Linked DNA regions of Mus musculus: regions 2 and 3 are each linked to region 1. Evidence: chromatin contacts called from public ChIA-PET and HiChIP or PLAC-seq data. All regions are on one chromosome and are shown on one strand. The core of a region is the stretch at or near the end of the contact, and the rest is flanking DNA. Distances in the headings are between cores, read along the strand shown. Region 1 holds the start of 4930594M22Rik (RIKEN cDNA 4930594M22 gene). Region 2 overlaps Gm5089 (predicted gene 5089). Region 3 overlaps Gm33906 (a long non-coding RNA gene).

Region 1 (4,181 bases), core at 806-3,305:
CATAACAAATTTCTGTATTAGGAATGCTCAACCTATGTACTGACACTAGGGCCACTGGAGTTCAGAATTTGCTTGAGACATTTGCCAGTTAGCATACGGGGAAAGTGACCAGAGATTCTAGTAAGGGATGGCAGACAACTCAGCTTCTGGAAGCCAATATATCCAACAGTATGTCACAGCCAACCAGAGAGTGGCACACCCAGCACATCTACTAGCTTCTTGCCTTAGGAAGCTGATGTTCAGGACACATTGTCATACTGGCAGTGGCTGGGTATTCTCTGTCAAGTATACCCTAGAAATGTGGACAAACCATTTTCTATTCTTATAAAGCAGATGTAATTATTTGAACAAATGCACAATGTCTGGTTGGTTCCTCTTCAACTCTCACTAAGCCTATCTCAAAATGTTACTTTTTCCTACTCTGTGGCTATGTAGAAGGCACTAGGGTCAACAGGAATGAACAACATAGGGTAGTTCTTATCTAGCTGGAGTCTGAAGTCCAGCAAAGAGTCAATAGCACATAAAAATTACCAAATAATGTGGCATTGAAACAGGTGAAACAGATGCCCAGCAAGCATACCACTAGGACAAAGAGGGGAGATAGATACCCATGGCTATAGGGGTGGGACAATACAGGGAAGCCTTTGACTGAAGGATGAGTGTTAGTCAAGATGCTGGGTGGTTATTGTTAGCTCAGAGTCTCCAAATAAAATTTCCAGTATTTACTGGCTTCAGATGGGGAATGTTCTAGAGAAGGCTGCTAAGATCATTTGATGTCGTCTTCCTATTGCTACCTTCCCATGGACCATGTCCCTCTTCAAACATGACAGCACTAGTCTGTAGGGCAGAGGGTCCTCTCCCCTAACAAGACCCTGGCCAAGGCCAATAAAGAGTCATCCCATGACTCCTTTTCAAGCTTTGACAGACAGAACTGGAGCTCTCAAAAGTTCTTACTAGATAAAGAAGAAACTTTTATTTGTTTTGGTTTTGATATTTTTTTGATGTAAGATCTTGCATATCCCAGGATGGTCTGCTTTAGCGTTCTGAGTGCTGGAATCACAGACATAAGCCACCACACCTGGCTTGATCCTGTACTTAAAAAAAATTAACCTTTGCAGGGTTTTGGTTTTGGTTTTGGTTCTGTACCACACACTGCCATCCACTAATGACCACCACAGACAGACGTCAGTCCAGCTCACCACTTCACACAGAAGGGTGAATTCTACCACTGAGCCACATTCCTAATCCCAACTTGGTCTGCTTATTTTCCAGTGCTGGAGAGCCAATCTTGGGCCTTTTGCATGCTAAGGACATGGTTTGTAAGTTCACTAGTTTAAATAAAAGGTTCAGTACAAAAAAAAAAAAAATCCACCAATTAACTTTGCAAACTAGCTTTTAGAGAAAAATGCCCTCTATTGTTGAAGTCTGGCCTGCTTACTCAGGGACTTCTCAGAGAAGGTTCAGGAAAATGAGGCCAAACTGCAGAGTTCCTCACTTAGCAAGCACTTCAGTTACAGGAAACAGACCAGGAGAAAGACTTCAATTAGAAGAAATCTTTTAACATAAATAAATGAGCTTGGAGTTAAGCTAAGTTAAAATACACGCACACCTCAAATGGGTTTTAAGCGAGGCTGTAACGTTATAACTCGTTGATTAGAGTTAAACAGCAATAATAACCACGGATAGAATCAAAGGGATGGATCGCCAAAGTTCCAGGCGTTTTACTACTGGTTCCAAAGGAAATCCAGATGTGAAACGGACCAACAGAAGTTGGTTTAGGATTCTTTTTCAGGTTTTGGACTCTTCACACATAAGTGACTCCTAAAGTAAAATTAAAAAAACATTTCTTTTGAAAACCGCTAGCCACATTCCCTTAGGATCTTAAGCTACCTGTTGGAGCTGTCTGTCCCGCGAGAGCAAGCATCAGCTCCGCTCCGGTAGCAGTCACAGCACGGGCCGCCCGGGCAGCTTTCCGGGGTGGGGGTGGGGGGTCAAATGCGCGCTCCGCCCAGCGCGTTCCGCCAGGCAGACCCATACGCCGGGACGCTAGCGGACATTCGCTGGCTGGTGACAGAGTCCCTAAGCCGCCCCCAGGCTCCCAGTCCCAGCCCGCCTCGGCGCCTCACCTGCAGCGGTCGGGGGAATCACGAGGAGCGCGCCCGGACCACGGAGCGGAAATGCCCAGCTGGGCGGGTGTCGCAACCAAACCGCCCCGGGCGGCGCTCCTGCTGGTCTCTCGCCGCTCCGCCCGCCCCGGCAGCGCCACGGAGCGCACCTGGCAGCGCGCACGCCACTCCCCATGTGCCGGAACCGCGCAGGTAAGAACCCGAAGCCACATTCCTCCGAAATGCAAGCAAGCAAGCTCCCCACCACCACTCCCACCACCAGACACGGGCTCGACTGCTCCCACCAGGTTCAGCTCTACATCACACATGCTTTGACTCCACGTTAGACCCAAACACGCCTAAGATTCACTACTTCAGAGAGACTCACCCCTTCACATAGACACTGAGGTGATGCTAAACTCAGATCTGAGGAAGGCTCCACAGGACAATTAAGGCATCGCATCTGCTCGTACATATCCCTACGGGATACAGGTAACTGTAGCAATTCTGCCTACTTACCAACTCTTTTTAAAATAAAACTTGTTTAGGAGCTAATGGAAGAACTAGCTTTCCCCTACATCCTACCCTTAGGACATAAGATGTATGAGAACCAAAAGCTGAGGGCAATTTTTTCTCTAGAGATCTTTATCATGGAAGGATGTTCCTATGGCAGAATGCAGGCAGGCGTGATGCTGGAGAGTTCTATATGTCCCTATCGGGATGTGAAAGCAACGTCACAGAGATGGTGAGACTAGAGACCCATTGTCTCCTCATCGAGACCCAAATTAACTATATGACTACTGCTTTTCCTTTCATCATTTCCCATCCCTTTGACTTTGTGTATGTGGAGTACTTGAAATCGTGTTATATTCTTGGTTTTCACGTAGCATCAAATGATGCTGAAGTGGTTGTATTTTAAATAGATGTCCAAGTCTACAAGAACCCTGAACAATCATCACATTTATAAACCACCAATTTTATAGAAAGAGGACCATGAGAAGGAAAATGGGGTCTTAAAGGAGGGCCTGGGAAGGGGAGAAACAGGGAGTAATAGGATTACACATGACATCAAAGATGGGCAGGGATGAGGGAAGGAGGCATGGAGAGAAGAACAAAGCAGTACTACGAAAGTCTCAGAGCCACTCATAATGCGGCAAGCTAATTTACAAAACTAAATCGTTGAAGAAGAAGGTTAAGGGTCTAAGTATGCTTGAAGTTACTCCTTTACCACAATCTCATTTTACAGTGGAGAAATCAATAAAACCAGTAGTGGTCCCATTGTATTTACTGGAAGCAACTGGGGCACAAAGTAAATAAGCAACTAATCCCAGGTTCCAGGTAAATATGGTAAAATCAGATTCATCTGTCTTTGATAGTCACTGAACCTTTAAAAATGACTTATGATATCTTAGTTAGGGTTTCTATCGCTGTGAAGAGACACCATGACCACAGCAACTCTTATAAAGGGAACCATCTAACTGGAGCTGGCTTATATTTTAGAGTTTAGTCCATTATTGTTATGGTGAGAAGCATGGCAGCATGAAAGCAGACATGATGTTAGGTAGCCGAGAGTTGTACATCCAGATAATCAGACAGCAGGAAGAGAGAGAGATACTGAAAGCCCAGCCCCTGTGACACACATCCTCCAACAAGGGCCACCTCCAATAATGCCACTCTGTGTCTATGGGGGTCATTTTCATTCAAACCACCACACAAGCAAGAAAGCTGACCCTGAGATTCATGGTCTTGTTCCAAAGTTCTTCCAACCTTATCACCTTGTTTGCTGAAAAGTAAATTCTACCATGCAACTACTTTTATCTATCTATCTATCTATCTATCTATCTATCTATCTATCTATCTATCTATCTAACTAGTGTATATGAGTATACTGTCACTATCTAAAGATGCATCACGAGAGGGTATCAGATCCCATTATAGATGGTTGTGAGCCACCATGTGGTCACTGGGAATTGAACTCAGAACCTCTGGAAGAGCAGTGGAAGCTTTTAACTGCTGAGCCATTTCTCCAGCCCTCCATACATACTTTATCAGAATGTTTTTAGAATTTTTTAAAAT
Region 2 (4,181 bases), core at 619-3,118, 510 kb before region 1:
ATTAATTCTAGGGGGCTAAATTATGGATAACACTATTAAAACATTATCAGAACTAATGAGAAACAATTACTTAGAAAATGAGCCAGGACAAGATTGAGCTGAGAACATCAGCGGTTGATCTCCACAGATTAGTTTAATAAATCATCAGGTGCGATGCGAGAATGACTGGACGGACGCAAAGCCTCGTCACGGGAAAATGAAATTGCGATTCTTTTTGCATAATTTTTTCATTAATCTCAATAGGACCCGTGTGGTGTCGATTGCTTTATGCCTTTAATACCTTGCCCGAGGGGGGGGGGGTGCCCAATAATGTCTTCATTGTTTTACTGAGGTCTTAATGACAATCTGTGACAAACTCATTTTAATGTATAGAGGATTGTATCGGCACAGTCATGTTTTATTGAAAGGGTAAGGAGAATTCTGGCTGGTTGGGGGGCACCCCTGGGACGGCAAGTTAGGGACTTTCTTCAGCCTTGTCTCCAGTTTTCCACAGGGCCACACTGGCCCCCACTGCTCTAGAGACAGGTCGGGAAATAGTGTCCCGGGGATGAAGACTTCACCGCCTGTAGTTTGAATTTGAAAGTCTTTGATTGCCTGGCATATTTTGCTGGATAAATAGAACCAACCATGCGGTGTTCCGCTCTCTAAAATAGAAGTCATTATCGCCAGGAACACCTTTGCACTCAATAGTTTTGTGGGAGTTGGGGAAACTTTATTTAGAGACTATGGAATTTTCTTAGTTGGCACAGGAAGAGGAGAGAATACGGGCTTTACAGCTCCCCTTGTCCCCTCCCCCCCAACACACACCCCTTCCTCTTTCTTCCTCAGGACAGTATGCTTTTAGAGCTTGCATTTATTTTGCCATCTGAATCCTCTGCGTTTTTTTTTCCACGGGAACTTGTGAATATTATTACCAGTGGAGAGCACAAGAAGGGTCTGTAAATCCAGGGCTTGGGAACAGTGCCCTCTCCCGGGAGGGCCCCCTGCAAAGCCCTCACTTTGTAATTTAGGGGAAGTAATTACCTGACCCTAACATTGAAATGCTAAAGCCTAACTCTTCTTTCTTCCCACCCTCTGTTTTCAACTGGGGCCAGGGATGGCTAAGTAAGCGACCCGAACTGGAACGGAAATTACTTTTTAGTACCTGTAAAACTTGCGCAGTGGGACCCGGCAGCTTGTCCCGGTTCTGTGGTGGGTGACTTTTGTCGCTGGTGGACATGGTTTGTTTAGATTCTAGTAATTATTTGACACCCCACCTCCTTCAGAATCCGTAAAGATAGCCAGAAATACAAAGCAAGCGCCAGGAAGGCACCAAAGTCCTCCTGGACACGCAATTTGTGGCGATCTACTCAGTTTCGTCTAAGCAGGTTATTTACGTTTTCGAGGACTATGTAACTGTGTCCTTCCTTTTACATAATTTTTCCCCCTTTCTTTTTTCATTGTGACTGACCGGCTGGGTTTTCTTTCGCTCCTTCGGACGGGAAGAGCAAGGCAAGCCTGGAACTCCCGTACCGCTTAGGAAGGAGACGTGCTCAAACGGTCAGGACACGCGTGTAGGTAGATGTTCTTCTGTTCCGCACCACACACCGCATGCATCGGTGCGCGGGCGTCGCCCCGGAGTAGAGACCAGGCCTTGGGCACATTTCGGAGACCGCTGCCCTTCCCTGCGTGATGACTTACACCGGTGTAGCAGTGCTGGGGCGCAGCGGCCAGGCTAGGCCGGGGCCGCAGTGGGGGGATCCCCGTGGCCCAGTGGCCAGGACTGCGGGCCTCCCGGACCCCGTGAGCCTGTCGCGCAGCCGGGCTGTAATGGTGCGAGATCAAAGGCTGCCCGTGTCCCCGCGGAGCCGGGGACAATCCTTCGCCTTTGTGCCTGGTTGCTAGGAGCCGAAGAAACTAAGAGAAAGTGTCAGGAGCGAGTTAATCAGACTCGTTACAGTGTAACAATAACGTCTTTCTCGGGGCTCCTGGGCCCCCGCGCACCCCGTGCACAGGCCGGACACCTGCGCGGGGCCCATAGCCCGTCCAGGGGATCCGCCGCCCGGGTGTGTCGTAAACACCGAAGTTGGCTCCTGGGCCATGTGTAAAGAATTCTGGGGGAGACGCCAAACGCCAGGCAAGTCCTGGGCGAGTCCTGGTGTACTGGATCTGAGTTCCACTCTCTAAAAGATGACCCATCTGTAGGGCATAAGACCTGGAAAGATCCACGTCTTCTGCCTAGCCAGCTTCCTGGTTAACATTTCCCCAGATGCCACAAGCAACTTTGTGGATTTCTCTGCACGTCTGCGAGAGAAAACCACAAATTCTAATTCCCCAGGGTAAGAAAGAAGCAGATGTGAGTAAATATATCCCCCCTCCCCCGAAGGTCTTAAGGGGAATCGCTGCGCTCACGAATATTTAACTAAATTCATATTCAGCCAACACCTGTTGAGTTCCCTGGATGTCAGACAACTGTCCAAAAGTCACAGAGCGATCCACAGATGAGTTCTCTTCAAATCGAAGTACCCATGGAGCACGCCAGCACTTGGGAAGCAGAGGCAGGGGGACCTATGTTAGTTCAAGGCCAACCTAGTCTGTATAGTGAGTTCCACATTAGCTAGGTCTACATAGATAAATAGATCTACATAGTGAATAAATTAATTAATGAAAGGGAAAAAAGAATTTAAAACGTTGCCAGGCAGCCGGGCAGTGGTGGCGCATGCCTTTAATCTCAGCATTTGGGAGGCAGAGGCAGGTGGATTTCTGAGTTCAAGGCCAGCCTTATCTACAGAGTGAGTTCCAGGACAGCCAGGGCTATACAGAGAAACCCTGTCTCAAAAACAAAAACAAAAACACAAAACAAAACCAAAACAAAAAACAAAAACGTTGCCAGGCAGTGAAGGCACATACATTCAAAAGGCAGAAGCAGGCCGATCTCTGTGGGTTCAAGGCCCACCTGGTCTACAGAGCAAGTTCTAGGATAGCCAGGGCTACACAGATAAACCCTGTCTCAAAAACCAACCATCACCACCACCACCACCACCAACAACAACAAAACCAATCAACCAAACAAAGAATCATTTAAAACATTCGAAAATCCAGCAATCCATACTCTTCCCTGTATCTCTCCCTTGGAAAACGGTCTCTGCAGTGTGTGAGCCATGCAAAGGCATGGTGAGGTCTGAGGAATGAGGTCCGCCCTTCTGTAGTATGCACATGGTTCCACAGACTTGCCTAGAGGACCTGCTAGTTGCTGATCTGATGACCAGACCATGCAAAGCCGTGCTCAGCCACAGCTAGAAGATTGGTCAAGGTGAGTTGACTTTCTCATAGGTGACCTCTTACTTGGAAACCGAACCAGACTTCTAGACTGGAACTACAGCACCCTAAGTTAAATTAAAGCCAGCAGCCTCTTAAGACCCCACATGGAACTCAGTAACCGTGGAGGAGTCTGCTTCAGTCTCAGCCAATTTTGGAAGGGGAGGTGTTGAGACAGGGTCTATCTGAAGCCCTGTGTGGCTTGGAAGTTCCTTTGTAGATCAGGCTTAAAGATAGAGATGTACCTGCCACTGCTGGTGTTAAAGGCTCTGCTGTGCCAGGCACCCCAACCCCAACATTCTTGTAGATTCCTCACAGGCAAACTAAACAAAAAACAAACAAACAAACAAAAAAACCCACACATATTCCTTAGGTTAGGGTCTTGGGGCATGGGAGGAGCTCTAGGGGGAAAAATTCTTTATGCGAATAACAAAACTTTCTCTCTTGAGGCTAGAGGCAAAGGAAACTAGTTAGATGGGCTTAGCCCATAAAAACCCTCACCTCCGTGCCTGGTCCCTCAGACTTAAGTGGTGGAAGGAGAGAACCTACTCCTGCAAGTTGTCCTCTGACAACACACACAATAAATAAGAGAGAAAGAAAGTAATGTTTAAAGAAAGAAATACAAGAGGGGACCAATACTGTGAGTCATACTATCTATCTGCTGAGTTGGAAGCTGTGAAGACAAGCTGGAAGCAGTAAAGACAAGCTGGATTTTTTTTCTTTTCTCTTCTTTCTTTCTTCTTTCTTTCTTTCTTTCTTTCTCTCTCTCTCTCTCTCTCTCTCTCTCTCTCTCTCTCTCTCTCTCTCTCTTTCTTTCTTTCTTTCTTTCTTTCTTCTCTTAAGGATGTCTAGCTGGTTTAACCCAGGTTGTTTGTTTGGTTTTT
Region 3 (4,181 bases), core at 613-3,112, 320 kb after region 1:
ACAGCAATAAAACCCAAGCTAAGGCATAGATCAAACTTCTCTTGTTCCTGGTTCTGTACATCTCAGGTCCCTACTAAATTTCAGCTTAATCTTCCCATCCCAGAGAGAGCTTTTCACTGTGGTCATTATTTCTCTATCTAAAGCTACTCAAGAAACAAAAACATGGGGCGGGGTGGGTAAATGGAGTTTCAATAAAGAGTTGAACACCTCATGCTATATATAGCAGTGGTCCTTATAGTTAGGTACAGGTGGAGCCATAGTCAGATGTCCTCATTGTCATAGGTGGCTCAAATAAAATGCTTAATGATCACAGTGAATGAGAAGTTTTAGGTACATGCCCCCCCCCCCACCTTTTCTTTATATTTATTTTTGTAGTGATGGGGATTGAATCCTGGGTCCCCAGATCTGGAATTTTTTTTAAATCCAGAGACTTGTTTATTATTATTATTATTTACTATTATTATTATTATTATTATTATTATTATTTAATTTTCTGTCAGAGATTCTCCTTCTATTCTTTTAAAAAATAAACATCAAAACCTATTAATGTTACAGATAGGACCACTGCATCAGGACTTATTTGAGCATGAGTGTAGTTAGCCTTCAGCAGCCTTTTACACTGAGCTAGATTTTTACCCACATACAACCTTTCTGCCACTACTATTACCATCATCTGTGGCTCAACCACAAATACTCACATTATACACTTTCAGCATCATTATCCCAAATTGAGGAATTTCAGATAGAATCATCTGTGAAAATATCAGAGGTAAAAGTAAGCTATTACAGGGTGTTGATGTCACCCCAAGGCCTTGTTTGCTATTTTCCTGCTCATTTTACTGCATTTAACCCACTATAGAAGGGACTGAGCTATAATCAACTGTAATTTATTGGGGCTAATGGAGGGACAAAGAGATCCTAGCAGTATAGGACAGTGAACACGGGGTAAGGATGAGGACACATGCATGCATATTTTCTAGACAGCACAGGCATAAAAAAAAATCAGTCCTAATAATTTGCAACTCGACTGGAATGTTCTGTGACCTGAGGCAACAAGAGTAATAGACCAAGGAGGTGGTAAACATTTTAGTCACTGGCAGATGCAAAAAGAGCTGTGTTAAGAAACACAACAAGCAGAAAATGGAGAGTTGGTATATAGCTGGCTGCTGAAAGGGTATGGTTCTATTGGAACCACATTCATATGCCACATCATTATTTTTATTATGCAACTTTTTTCCCCTATGAATTACCCAAAGGTAGCTCTGACCTTTGACTGAACTCTGGGGAGAACTCAGATTCCATACTGCTTGCTAATTTTACTCCTACAGATGTGGAAAAGGAAGCCAGCGGATGTTAGTCTCATGAAGGGCTCAGAAGATGGTGCTTGCTGTTAAAATTCCCTGAGGTGCTTCTGGGAGACAAACATGGCCTGTTGACGGGATGTGGTGCCCTTTGCATCCTGACATCTCATTTCTGTAGAAGGGATGAATCATTATGTGAGAGCCTTTTAGTAGGTCAAAATAAAACAAGAGTTACATTAGACCCAAACTTGCTGTCACCTTTTCTACAAGATTTGCTTGAGTTATATCTGAGTGCATACACACATACACACACTGGAAAAGGGTTTAAAAAATACCTAATTTCTACAGTTAAGTAGTGAGCTATGTAAAATTGTGTGAGTCTGAGGGCATGACAAGTCTAGATACTCATGCAAATCCTTTCCCTTTCTCTACTGTCATTTTTGTTTTGTCCTCAATTGTTGCATGTAGGATCATGCTGATCCAGGACACCCACCCACTTATCCTTTGATGGTTTAACGTCTATAGCATCAGTTTCTGGATATTTGTTTGGTTGAGTGGTTATTGTAGGCAGTTAGCTTGTTTAGTGACTCACGAATGTTTCCAGATGAGGTTCAGTGGAAACACAGCGCTCTATAAAATGGTAGGAACAGTTAGTGGGAGTTGCTGTCTCTGCTTTCCTTGTTATCTGAGAGCCGGGGTTTTTACGATCTTTGCTGTGCATATTTTGCACATTTTACTTAGATTGATCTAGGTATTTGGGGTTGAGGGTGTCATTTTCAGGAAATCTTCATAGTATGTATAAGGTTTAATAAGTGAGGCAGAAACCAGGCAATTAATTCTAAAATTATCACTGTTTATTATCCCTCTTCCCTCTGAATCTAGGAAAGGCTCATACTTTCCACCTGCTCCTCCTCCATGTATTCCTATAGCTACATGACTGAAATCCAGCTGAGGGAAAGTACTAGAGGGCACATTTACCTGTTAGGTCTGCCCTCTATTGTATGGCATTCCATAGCCTTTATCCTCAGACCTGACAATTTGGGGGTAAAATGTCAGCTTGGGAAACCAGACACCGAAGATGATGGAACCACAGACAGAAGCCTATGCCTCTGAGTTGCTGCATGGAGGAAATGAGCCCTCTGACTAGAAATAACTTTTAAATGAACAACATTAACATTCTCTCTGAAGCTTCGGAGGGTTACCATATTAGCTTTTATATCCTTATTAAGTTTTCCTTAATGAAAACACTGTATCAGTGTGTGCCCGAATTCAATGCATGTTGCAATTACTTTGATTCACTGTAGTAAGTTTATATCTTGTTAAAACTAATGAAGGCCCATGAATTTGCAAAGGTTCTAAAATTCAGTAAATGTCAGTCACCAGAAGACTTCCATGTGCAAAGCATTGAATAGGAATTATGGACCTAGATGAAAATTGATGGAGTCTCAAAAGGGGAAAAACAAGCGTGCAAGATCAGGGATACTGATGGGGTATTCTTCAACAAGGGCACTGAATCAAGCATGTGCACTGTAAGTGAAATTTAGAAATCAAAAAAAGATTGCTGCATTAGAGCTTAGTTGTTTTGAGACTGGTAGAGGATGTATCTGAACTAGGAGTTTCACACGAAGGAGGAGTCAGAAGTTGAGCTCATGGAGGAGAGCTGGGTTTATTTTTCTTTTGGAGGGCTGTCCTACTTTGGGGAAATGCAGACAAAGACTAAGTCACAAAGACAATGAGAATGATAGTGTTCTTCACCTATGGTCTCACTCAGAGGGTCTTTACACAGAGATATCGTCATGTTCCTGAAATAGATCTTGGTCCTCTCGGCTTGCCTGGGTGGAAATGATCACTCAGATGAGAAAAGGCAAGGCTTTTGAGGTGGGGTTTGCTTGCTATAGCATAAGATCCAGCCACTGTCACCTGCATTTGGAAGAGACTTCAGGTATCGGAGGAGGAAGAAAGGATGTGAAGTTGGGTCCCCATGTTTGTGTGCCAAGATTCTTAGTCCCTAAGCCATCTATCTCTCTGTAACTCTTAGGGTTGTTTTGTTTTTGTTTTTGTTTTTAAATAAAAACTCCATTCAGCTTCACATTTAAAAAGCTCCTTTCTCACGTTTGATCTGTAGCTGAGAAAGAGTATGAGAAAATTCTCTCTTTCCTTTCTCAGGGTGTGGGGAGCATCCCTCTCTTCTCAGATATTTCTACTGGACGTTTTGTACTGAATTTGGCTATATTACTCCTATCTTGAAAATATTTGTTCTATCAGGCCTCAAATATTTTCTCCTGGTTTCTGTTTTTCTCGGTGGCTGTGGTATCTATGTCTCATGTATGCATGTGGTATTGGTATATCATTTTTGCTGGTGGCTGCTATTGTTTCTGGTTTCTGGGTGGTGAGACTGTATAGGTTTTTCTATTGCATTTCACTCGACAATTAAAAAATAAAGATAAATCAACTAAAAGGCTCTACAAACTAAAGAGAACTATGGGATGTTAATGTATGCAAATTTCCCCTAAGCATGTTGATTTATTTTACTTTAAAATCAGAAATGCCTCTGTCCCTAAGGTGATATACAGTATTTTAAAAATTCTTCATCAGGTTTTCTTCTCTGCTAATTTAATGGCAGACAATCTCTAGCTCATTTAGTATTCTAACATTTAAAGGACCCTCAAAGAACTTGGGAACTCCCTATTCTTAAATTTGGAAAGCAGGCAGGCAGCACAGGATGCCACTCTCCCAGCTCCCTGGTATTCCTTTCAGTGGTTGATTAACTCTTTGGTTCATCTCAGCATAGGAAAACTCAAGTGTCTGCTTAGCAGGAGTGGTAGGGGCTATTCAAATGAGGGCTGTTATAGGCCAAGATTGTATCAGTAAAGCCCATTT

The links. ChIA-PET counts read pairs in DNA pulled down with a chosen protein or histone mark. HiChIP or PLAC-seq counts read pairs in DNA pulled down with a chosen protein or histone mark.
Region 2: a contact with region 1 is called in an RNA polymerase II ChIA-PET map of memory CD8 T cells, with 8 read pairs. The contact joins the enhancer-like site here to the promoter of 4930594M22Rik in region 1. A contact is called at or near these places in 6 of 39 promoter capture datasets (HPC-7-derived erythroid cells, cranial neural crest, embryonic stem cells and 3 more), 2 of 115 datasets of contacts at active chromatin or transcription factors (craniofacial prominence and memory CD8 T cells) and 1 of 9 other capture datasets (adipose tissue).
Region 3: a contact with region 1 is called in a FOXA1 HiChIP or PLAC-seq map of pancreatic cancer cells. The contact joins the enhancer-like site here to the promoter of 4930594M22Rik in region 1. A contact is called at or near these places in 3 of 39 promoter capture datasets (embryonic stem cells, hippocampal neurons and neural stem cells), 3 of 484 Hi-C or Micro-C datasets (embryonic fibroblasts, pancreatic cancer cells and reprogramming fibroblasts), 4 of 115 datasets of contacts at active chromatin or transcription factors (embryonic stem cells, forebrain, pancreatic cancer cells and 1 more) and 2 of 9 other capture datasets (embryonic stem cells and pancreatic islet).

The regions. Positions count from the first base shown.
Region 1 is chr14:122,910,975-122,915,155 of GRCm38.p6, forward strand. It overlaps 4930594M22Rik (RIKEN cDNA 4930594M22 gene), which reads left to right and starts at 2,056. Exons shown (of 2, transcript NR_155287.1): 1 at 2,056-2,318. Ggact (gamma-glutamylamine cyclotransferase) reads right to left here and starts at 2,191. Exons shown (of 3, transcript NM_145466.2): 1 at 2,127-2,191.
Region 2 is chr14:122,405,078-122,409,258 of GRCm38.p6, forward strand. The region is part of intron 1 of Gm5089 (predicted gene 5089); the gene reads right to left. Among named protein-coding and RNA genes, the nearest start is that of Gm25464, 19 kb to the left of the region's middle. Within about 2 kb of position 1,869, at least 69 of the 459 cell types and tissues checked have an H3K27ac peak or open chromatin away from gene starts, as enhancers often do. A contact at or near this core is called in craniofacial prominence, embryonic stem cells, memory CD8 T cells and 1 more, where this site is marked.
Region 3 is chr14:123,235,924-123,240,104 of GRCm38.p6, forward strand. The region is part of intron 1 of Gm33906 (a long non-coding RNA gene); the gene reads left to right. Among named protein-coding and RNA genes, the nearest start is that of AA536875, 70 kb to the left of the region's middle. Within about 2 kb of position 1,863, at least 13 of the 459 cell types and tissues checked have an H3K27ac peak or open chromatin away from gene starts, as enhancers often do. A contact at or near this core is called in pancreatic cancer cells, where this site is marked.